Regions from separate parts of the Astyanax mexicanus genome. Here region 2 is linked to region 1. Evidence: chromatin contacts called from public Hi-C data. All regions are on one chromosome and are shown on one strand. The core of a region is the stretch at or near the end of the contact, and the rest is flanking DNA. Distances in the headings are between cores, read along the strand shown.

What was found. Hi-C and Micro-C count contacts between places; a contact is called where the count stands out from the background.
Region 2: a Hi-C map of muscle shows a contact between it and region 1, with 11 times the contacts expected there. The contact joins the promoter of ncoa2 here to the enhancer-like site in region 1. A contact is called at or near these places in 3 of 3 Hi-C or Micro-C datasets (blood and muscle).

Annotation. Positions count from the first base shown.
Region 1 is chr1:89,643,444-89,648,604 of AstMex3_surface, forward strand. It overlaps ncoa2 (nuclear receptor coactivator 2), which reads right to left. Exons shown (of 22, transcript XM_007260112.3): 12 at 1,833-2,019; 13 at 524-718; 14 at 157-384. Among protein-coding and RNA genes, the nearest start is that of prdm14, 21 kb to the left of the region's middle. Within about 2 kb of position 1,923, the one cell type or tissue checked has an H3K27ac peak away from gene starts, as active enhancers do.
Region 2 is chr1:89,707,851-89,713,011 of AstMex3_surface, forward strand. It overlaps ncoa2 (nuclear receptor coactivator 2), which reads right to left and starts at 2,394. Exons shown (of 22, transcript XM_007260112.3): 1 at 2,256-2,394.

The sequences.
Region 1 (5,161 bases), core at 673-3,172:
TGTTATTTAATATATAATATGACTATGATGTCATACGCAAGTACAAGATAAACAATAAAAATTAATAAAAATATAAATATGTTGAGAATTTTTTTTTTTTTTTTCCATAATCCCCCTGCTGAGTTCACGACTATATCTACATCTGTATTTATTTACCATTGGACATCATCTGACCCTGCAGCATGGCTCGGGGTCCTGGCTGTCCACTGGCTCTCATTCCCATGTTGGGGTTGGCATTCTGAGCCATGCGGGCCTGCAGTGCCCCCTGCTGGAGAGGCTGAGTGGGGGGAACTGCGGAGGATGGTGAACTGCTGACTACTCCGGACCCCTGAGACACCCACACATCCTGCTGGAGACCTGCACGTCCACCAGCACCACTCATCACTGTGAGGCAGAGAGACAGGTGGAGAGGTGTATGAGAGAAAGAGTGAAAGAGAGGAGTAAGAGAGTAAAAGAAATATTATTTTAAACGTCTCGCTCTGTGTGCGTGTGTGTGTGTGGTTGGCTGGGGAGATCCACTTACCTGGCATATTGGGCTGGTTGTGCATGACCCCTTTGTTTCCCAGCATGCCTTGCTGCTGCTGTTGCTGCATCAGGGAGTATGGGCTGGTGTTCCTCATTAGAGGGTACTGACCTGGAGAAGCTTTAGCGGCCATGTTCATCTCCAGAGAAATACTTTGCCCAGGAGTCCGGCCAGGATGCCTTGGACCACTAAAGTCTAAACACACAAATTAACACGGTAAATGATACAGATTCACAAAAAACACACAAAAAACAGCTATAACAACATTTAACATATTGAAAGAAATAACCTTGGGCCAAACAGGGTAATAAAGTGCTAAGGACTGTAGACACTTGCTTACAACGTGGACTGAACTGATTGTTTACAGGAGCTGTAGAAGAAACCAGTCCCATTTCAAACTATTTATAAATTTACATTATTTTCATTACTACTAAGGGGGTGGGGCATGGGAGGTTTTTTTTCTGGTTATTTGGTTAGAACATTTGGTGTAACCACAGATCGATTGATCTAGATTACAACTACACCAATAACAAATAAATAAAAACTAAACAAAATGACTACTATTTTGTACAGAGGAAATAATAACAGAACATTCTTGGCCACATAATTTGCAGTTATGGAGTCACTTAATTAATATCGTTACAGCATCAAGCATATCCCCTTAATCAATTTTTGGAGGGAGTTTTCCCTCCACAAAATGTAAGAGGAGACTTCTAGATTCTATAAACTATTTTTACCTTTACCCACAGACTCAGCCCCAATTCATTGGAAGGCAGTCGATATAGGTCCCCATACAACACTTTCATGAAAGGTAGGTAGCTATGCTATAAACAATATTAATTAGCTTTCTGGATTCTTATTTCAGACTGTATTTACTTTGGAAGATACAACCATAAACCATCTAAAATCAAACAAGCCACTTTTAAGAGTTTCATTCTGGCTTGAAATAAGTTAAATATAGACGTGCACATAGTCTGACATTGTTACAGTAAAAACCTACACCGATGTATTCACACACTATGCACTGATTTACTTTGATTGATTGTGTAAAAAATGTGCCCTAAAGTGATTGAAAAGTTCAAAATATTTAAAAACTACCTCAAATAGTCTGAATAAATCAGCCTGGACAAAATGTTTTCCACAGTCTACGCTAAGATTAAGAACTCAGCCAGACTGTAAGAACTGAGCAGTGTTGTTTATGTACGTGATCACAGTTTAGACACGCCATCAGTCCCTTTACCAGTTAATCTGCACATGTATGTGTGAATGCAAATGTATGTGTGTGTGTGTGTGTGTGTGTGTCTCTCACTTTGCTGTGCCATGACATGCATTACTCTCTGCTGCTGCGTGGCTCCGCCCTCCCCAGTGATCTGCAGGATGTCATTGATGATGGACTGCTTGTCCACTGCAGCAGGCAGAGAAACGGGCCGGCTCTCGGAGAATAAGCCTGGCTGAGCGTTGTGCAGGTCATCCAGGATGTCATCCAGCTCACTCGACTAAACACACACACAAACACACACACACAAAAACAAAGAGTTAAAAGTCAATACAGAATCAAAAATGATTTAAGATTTTCATTTCACCTTAATTAAAAATTAAATATAACAACTAAAAAAAAGTTTTAAAAAGTCTTCAGATAAGAACTTCAGCTTTATTGTGTTAAAATTAAATACAGTATGTAAGATTTATACATGTTTAGATTCTGGAACTATTACATGCACAGCTAAAACATATGAAAAATGTAAATGAGTTATAAAAACATACTGTGATACAAATCTTTGATCATACAGCCCAGTCTTAGTTATATTATATTTAAAAAATTATATATTTTTCTGATTTACAAGAAAAACAAACAACAAAATATCTCAGAAGTTGAGCCACCACAGATGTATTGCCTTATTTGTTGGCCAGTCAACTAACGTTAAGTGTAGTTGGACACGTTGGCTGATGATCTCACTATTTTTTTACCTGATCAAGACCATAAAGTATTTAAGGGTTTACACTCTTTAAACAAAATTATTTTGTTTAGACCAGTACTACATAATTAACTGCAATCAACAATTTTAATGTGCAACTTTAATCCTGATTAACAGTGGTAAACTTGATTCCTGGGCAAACCCAAAATCCAGTAGTGAAGACCTCACTAACCAACTGTTTCCCTTCCCTGTAAAATCTATAGTTACGTGTTACAGTGGGGTTTGAAAACCTGAGACTTATATCCCACCATACAGATAGGAGGACACACGCTATGCAGCTAACGCTTTCCTGTTGAACACACACACAGAGACAGAGACAGAGAGAGTGAGAGCGAGAGAGAGCGAGAGAGAGAGAGAGAGAGAGAGAGGAATCTAGGCCAACCTTCACACTGAGTTAAAGGAGGCTGAATATTACTCCATTCGCTCTGGATCAGTTACCATTTTAAAGGCCAACACACAACATCAGCTCTTTCACTTCAAACTTAACATATCTGAAACCCACACACACAGGTCAGAACGCAGCATGACTTCACACAGCACACAAAGTGTTTTTTGGCTATAGCTTCAATGTGTTCTTATTCAAGCATAATGCTATTAAATATCCAAAACCAATAAAGGACAGCATCCTGAAATCCTGTACGATCAAAAGCAGTAATAAAACTTCAATTACAATTAATCAAAAATATTTGTTCCTATCCATCATAATTAATCTCATTATTTCTATTACAAATGCATTATTAAATCACAGTTAATCAGAAATATTGACATTGTTTTAAAATCTGCTTGTCAATCAAAATTGACCCCATTATTTTAGAGACAATTGATCATATTAATTCAAACAAATTACAAGTAATCACATAATTGTGCATAGCCAATTTAAATGGCATTATTTATTTTTTATTTTGTAATTACAGATCAGAAGCAACGTTTCTGTTGCAGCTAACCACAATTAAATCTCATTATTTTGTACAGCCAAATGTGGTAGGCATTACTAATAATCTGAAAATGCAAATGTAAAAGCTGTATAAATTGTACAAGAAAAGCTAAAAAAAATAATAAATAAATAAAGACAGTATAAAACTTTCTCTCGAACGTTATGTACATAAAATATACTTAACATTCTTTTTTTTGTTCTTTAAAGCGAATATATATCTCTCAGGCAGCACCTGTAGGAAAAATGGCTAAATTGCTCGATAATATGAATAATATCTAGGCTCTGCCACCAGGGGGCAGCACATATGACATCTCTATTACAGAACAGTAAATTAATGAAGGCTCAGCAGCTCAAACTCATCAACTATTAATGCATACCTCATAACACACCCATATCCCTCTCTCATTTTCATCCCTCACTCTCTCCCACTTTCTCTTTCACTGCATTTATTCCCATCTCTCTGCCCTCAAAACCCTGGGCCACAACTCTCTCCATTTCTCTGTATGCAGTTAACTGGTTACAGTGAGCTCTCATTACTAAGTTAACTACGCCAGACTGCAAACTCCTGTGTGAAACTACCAAAGAACTTTAGTTTAGAGAAAGGCAGATGCTGTTTTTAATTTAACTGTACAGAAAGAAACTCGAAAACAGAACTGAAGTAAATCATAAGCGGCCTGCAGTGACTAACCAATTAGCTCAGATTAAACTCTGTCCATCTTTTACTTTTACTGGACTGTAATGAGGAATGATTTCCCCCCCTGAATGCAGGTTCGTCCAAGTTATTAAAACACTAACTCCAATCAAATCTATCCATACAGTGTGTCTGTAATACATCTCACACACAGACTGTAGTGTGACCGTGATCACAAACGCTGCTCTGATTTCTCACTCATCAATAATTCACATAAAGGGAGGGAGAGAGACAGGAAGAGAGAGGGACCTCACCAGCTAATACTCTGATTTTTTGTACACACTGCCCTGAAGCTAAATGCTATCCACATGTTTGTTTGACAGTAAATGCTAGCTGCCCTGCTATATCTGAAGCTAAACATTAGACACACTATTGTTTTTGAAGTTAAACACTAGCCACACTGTGGTTTTTAGCACATCTGTTTTTGAGGCTAATGTTAGCAGCTAGTCAGTTATTGTTTATAATGCTACAAGGTAACCACACTTAAGTTTAACACTAAACTTTAAAGCAAGCAACACTTTGGTCTCTGTAACTACATTCTAACCACACCTTGTCTGTTACATTAAATACTAGCCTTATTGTGGTCTCAGAAACAACAGCTGCACATTTGTTTCTAAAACTAAACACCAGCCGTACTTGCCTGTAAAAAGCTAATTGCTAGCTACTATTTTGTTTCTGATGCATATTTGATTTATAATGATAAATGCTATCCAATTTTTGGCAATATGATGCAACATGCTAACACTTGCTTCTGAAGTTTAAAGCTAAGCTTTAGACACATGCCCCACTCTTGTTTCTGTACCTCAACGCTAGCTGTTTCAAAAGCTAAAAGTAAGGTGCACTTTTGTTTTTAAAGCTAAATGCTAGCAACACTTTTGTTTGAGGCTAAAAGTGAACCAAACCTCTGTTTATATAATGCTAAATGCTAGTTTTTTTTTTGTAAAGCTAAAAGCAAGCTGCACTTCTGTTTTAAAGGCTTTTCACACCTAAAAGTCCAAAGTATTTTGTAATTATGTTGTATACATTTGGTCCAGTTA
Region 2 (5,161 bases), core at 1,144-3,643, 65 kb after region 1:
AAATCTTTTTAGAACTATGTAGAAAACCTTTATTTAAAGCATAACTGAAACGTGACAATACCAATATGTGAACTCAATTCAAGTGCAAAGACTATAGTAAATTTGATAAACAATGGCTTGATTTCTTTGAAAATCAAGAAAGATCTCTTATGCAATGGTGATAAAAATGGCAACATTAATGAAAGCTATAAAAAACAGGTTCAATATTTTGTTTGGACTCGACCTCAGCCAAAATTAATCAGTTTGATGCCTTCCTACTAAGCAGACAATCATTTGGCAGCTGTAAATATGTTCAAGAAAGAACAAGGAAGGAATAACAAGGAACAGCAGCATCAGATAATGTTCACTTCAACCATTTGAGCATGGCATGATTGTTGGCATGTTTCAACTGCTGTTTTGAGATCTGAGCAACATATCTGTAGAACAAATTGATTTACAAATTGTCATAAAAAAAATCAGCAGACTGGTTCAAGTTGTCAGAAAGGCTACAGTAACTCCTAACCACAGTATAAATTGTGGTGTATCAGACAAGAACAGAAAGGTGAGGCTGCAGTGAGCACAGGCTTGTGATAGCCGGCAGCTAAAGACAGGTGCTAAAGTGTAACCTTGCTTAATAACTCTTAATTTCTGCTGAGGTAAAAATGGTAGGTTGGGACCCAACCAGCTACATGTTTACTGTCCAGGCTGATGGAGGTGGTGTAATGATGAGGGAGAAGTTTTCATGGCAAACTTTGACTATGTAAATATCAATCCATGAATCATCACTTGATTTCCACCAACTTGATCAACACTTTTGGGGCAAACCATGTGCATCACTACATGACCACAATTTACAATTTTATAATAGCATTTTACAAAGCAGGTCATCTCAAATTGGTTTCATGAACATAGCGGTGAGCACAGTGTTCTTCAGTGATCTAAACCCAACAGACCACCAGGAGTGGCAAAAAGTTATCCAAAAGCAGTGTGTAAGACTGGTGGAGAAGAGCATGCCAAGATGCATGAAAACTGTGATCAAAAACACGGTTGTTCCACTAAATATTGACAATATAAATGACAATATTTTTATTTGGAATTTGGGAGAAACGTTGTCCATAATTTATAGAATACATCCGCTTTGAACTATATTATCTCTACCTAGTAATAAATACTGTTTCTAATAAAGTTCAGTTGACAACTTTCAACCACCAAGTAAATAGGACATTTATATCACAAACCATTTCCTAATTGTGCTCGTTACAATATAATTATGATATTGTACAAACAATGAAAAAGTCAAGGGAAAACAGCTAATTTTTTATTTAAATACTGAATGTATATGCACACTGAGCTGTCCAGCACTATGACTAAGCATGCTTCAATAATAATAATAATAATAATAATAATAATAATAATAAAAGTTATATTTTACTGTAATAAATCTAGGCAGGTTTGCTGACACTAGATTTTATAGCTTTTAACCAAATGATCAGATCTCAGCATACAGAATTCCCCAATCAGCCCAAGCTGAGCAATGCTGACATTCCCTCAAACACTGGAGCAACACAACGACCTGTCCATCCAGATCAGACTGTGAGCTGTCAGTCTGAAGGTCTTAAAGGCCTGAGGTCTTCATTAGCTAGAAAAGGGACTTTCACGATGGCTGAATCTTGTGTGAAACTTTTCAGAGAGCTGAACTTGGATGAAGCCTTTTCTAGACTCAGACCGGGAGACTAGAGCTGCTCTGTTCTTTAAAAGCGTGTTAAATCTCTCCCGAGTCTTCTACACACAGCGCCTTGACTGGACAGCGACGAAACACCGATGGACCGCCGACGGACTCCGACCGCTAGCCGAGCTGAGCTAGCACAAGTTTCATCTTCAAAAGCAACTCGACCAAACGAGCAGGAGGGAACGGTTCAGGGGTAAAGTGTCTCACACGAGGGAACTAAAGAGTAAACACGAGCTCGGCTCTTTATACTTCACTAAAATCTCCCTAAAAACCGCAAAACAACAGCACGAAACTCGTCCAACTCAAGTTAGCCTCGTACACTCACGTTCGACTTTTCCGTTCCACCTTAAATGGCGCAAGCACCGCGTTCAGAGTTCAGAATGTGAACTCCTGCGCCATTTAAGGTGGAACGGAAAAGTCGAATAAGAAGACCCGATCCCTCCGTGTTGTGAGAGGGGGGAGGGAGGGACAAACAAAAAATACACCAAACAGCCGCGCAAAGCGGCCCAAACCGCCCGGGACCGACCGCCGGCGTGTCGTTACTCACAGTTCGGGGGCTCGCAGGGCTCTGTCCGCGGTTAGATGCCGAGTTTAGGCTCCTGCTCTGACCTTCGCTCTGGGGAAGCAGCAGTTGAGCTCAGCGCCGCCGCCGCCATGTTGCCTTTGGCTGCTGCTGATCTACTGCGTGTTGTTGATCTGCACGGTAAGCCCCGCCCCCTGGCACCGGATTGACCAGTACTGCATATTCACGCACAGTCACGACGTTACAGAACGACAAATCCCCGCCCACCATGCGCGCTGATTGGCTAACACTTCATTCACACAGGCAGTCACGACCGGAGCGTCATGACGTTCTGGAACATTAAAGAGCCGCCTCTCGAGCGACGGGATTGGTTGATTGTTCGCTTTCTTTTATTACACTTTAATTTATTTGGTGTTTATTTATTTTATTTATTTTCTCATCACCACAAGCGCCGCCCATCCTGCGCCAGGATTGGCTAGATAGTTTGACTTTATTTCAGCCCAACTCAATTTATGTTCCTTTTTATTTCTTTTCCCTTTACCCCTTGTATTTAATTAATTTTAATTAATTGTGTTTATTATTTTCCCCACTGTCAGAAATCATATCCAACTTTTAATAAGATTGTCTAGTTCCATTATCTTATTTTATTAGGGTTGAACATTCTCGTTTTTTTTCCTCTCATTTTGGTGTTCTAAAAGCTAAAACCCTACCCATCATGCATGCAGTTTGACTTTATTTAATTCTAATTCGATTTCTGTTTGCTTTTATTCCTTGGCCTTTTGCTTCGAGGCAAGCCCCTCCTATTGTATTTTATTTTATTTTAATTTATTGCGTTATTTATTATCTATTATTTATATGTAATATATATATATTTATTTATATCCGTTTAACCCTCATTGCACCATGTTCAGTGCTCAGGGTTGGCTATTTTTGTTTTGCTTTTTTTATTTTTTATTTTATTTTATTATATGTTTTTTTTGTTCACTCAATTTGTCGTTCCAAAGGCTTAAAGCCCTGCCCCTGTGCGCTCTGATTGGCTAGTACAGTTCATTCTATTCTAACCGGTCCAGAACGCTCCTGACGGATGACTTGTGAGTGTAAACTACCAACCAATCACAGCACTTGACTGGCGGTGCTTGTCCAAAAAGTGGTGATGAAATAAATAAACATTAAATGGGAAAAAAAACATAAGTTTGAAAATGAAAATAGTTGTAAGGTAATGTAATTTTGATTGTATTTATTTTAAGGATTTGTTTTTATATAAATTGGTTGATTAAATACTTTAGTATTAATACTAAACACTGTTACATCAGCAGCTTGTGTGTGAGACAGAATACCATACATTTAGTAATTTCTTATGCTTTTATTCATACCTGCCTAACCAAATGTACAGTAAGCATGTGTAAACTGTAAACTATGGGTCAACAATCTCATCCACAATCAGCCGATGTGTGTGAGTGAAGGTTTTCATCATACCTGATTCTATGTTCAATCAGCTAGGCTCAGCCTGTAAACAAGTGGTTACTTGTACAGTGTGTGCTTCTGCTTGGTTGGATTAAAAACCTGCAGCCACATTAGCCCATTACTGATAAGGTTGATGTTATTCTTACTCCCTGACAGAAGTTTCATATTAAACTGCTTATTACCCCATAGTACCACAAGTAATTTATCAATGGTGTATAAGCACTGGTGTGGGAAACACCATATCTAAGGTCTATAACTTGAGTATTATCAATAAATAATAAAAAAAATGAATTAATTTTTTAATATGTCTGTCTTTTCAAAATAGCTTCATCCATCCTTGCTGAAGGTATATAGGGTGTTGCAGCTTGGACTGCTTTAAAATGTGACCCAATACAAATCTGCCAATGAGAACAGAGCACGTTCATATATACAGTATAACCAGCCTTAAAGGCATAGTCAATGTAATGACAAAGGATAAGCAGTGGTTAAACAACAATATTAACCGTGTTTGGTCCTTACTGTGCTGTATCTTATTATTTTTTTTTAAATATAAGACAATGTAACACAGAACAGATTTAAATAATAATTTCATTTATTGAGGCTCCTGAATGGCAATATCAACTGTGTGAAAAAGTAATTTCCCCCTTAATAAACTAATAACCCCTAAATGAGTAAATAACAATCTTTAGCAGCAACAACCAAAACCAAATACTTCCTATAACTGAAGATTAGTGTTTCACATTACTGCAGAATTCTGGCCCACACTTCCTAAAATTGCTGTAATTTATCAAAACTGGCGGCCTTTAAGGCCCTGACACAGTATCTCAGTGGATGTTTAAGTCAGGACATTGAGAAGACCTCGTCAAAAACCTAAATTTTGTTTCTTTTATGATGTTCAGAGGTAGTCTTGCTCTTGTTCTCTGGATCTCTGTCCTGCTTCATAAACAGATTCTGTGTCACAGCCTGATGACTGGCAAGAGCAGAATTCAAGGCTCCATCAAGTACTAAAGCAGGTACTATGGAAGCAGGAAAGCATCCCTACTCAAGCAACACTACCTCCACCAAATGTTTGAAATGTTTAAAATGAATTGAAATGGCTCTTTTATTGGGTGGATCTTTTTGCTAAATGACAGATTTTCACTGTATGCTTATCCAATAACAATTAAGTGTTTACAATGCTTAACATGTTGGAAGATTGGAAGCAATATTTTTTTTGGCAAACATCAGTTTTGACAATGGAACATGGAGCAATTACCTGTGGTGTTGTCCTCTGATGCTAAGTGATTACACAATCGCTTTAATTTTTTAACATATTTTTGAAAGATATACTGTCACAAGACAAGCCTCTATACAATAAAATGAGGGAAAATAATTTGGTTTAACATTCAACCTGGAGGATAAGTAATACTTGTAGAAACCAAGTGGTAAAATGAATATACCTTTTCTTACATTTAAATATATATACA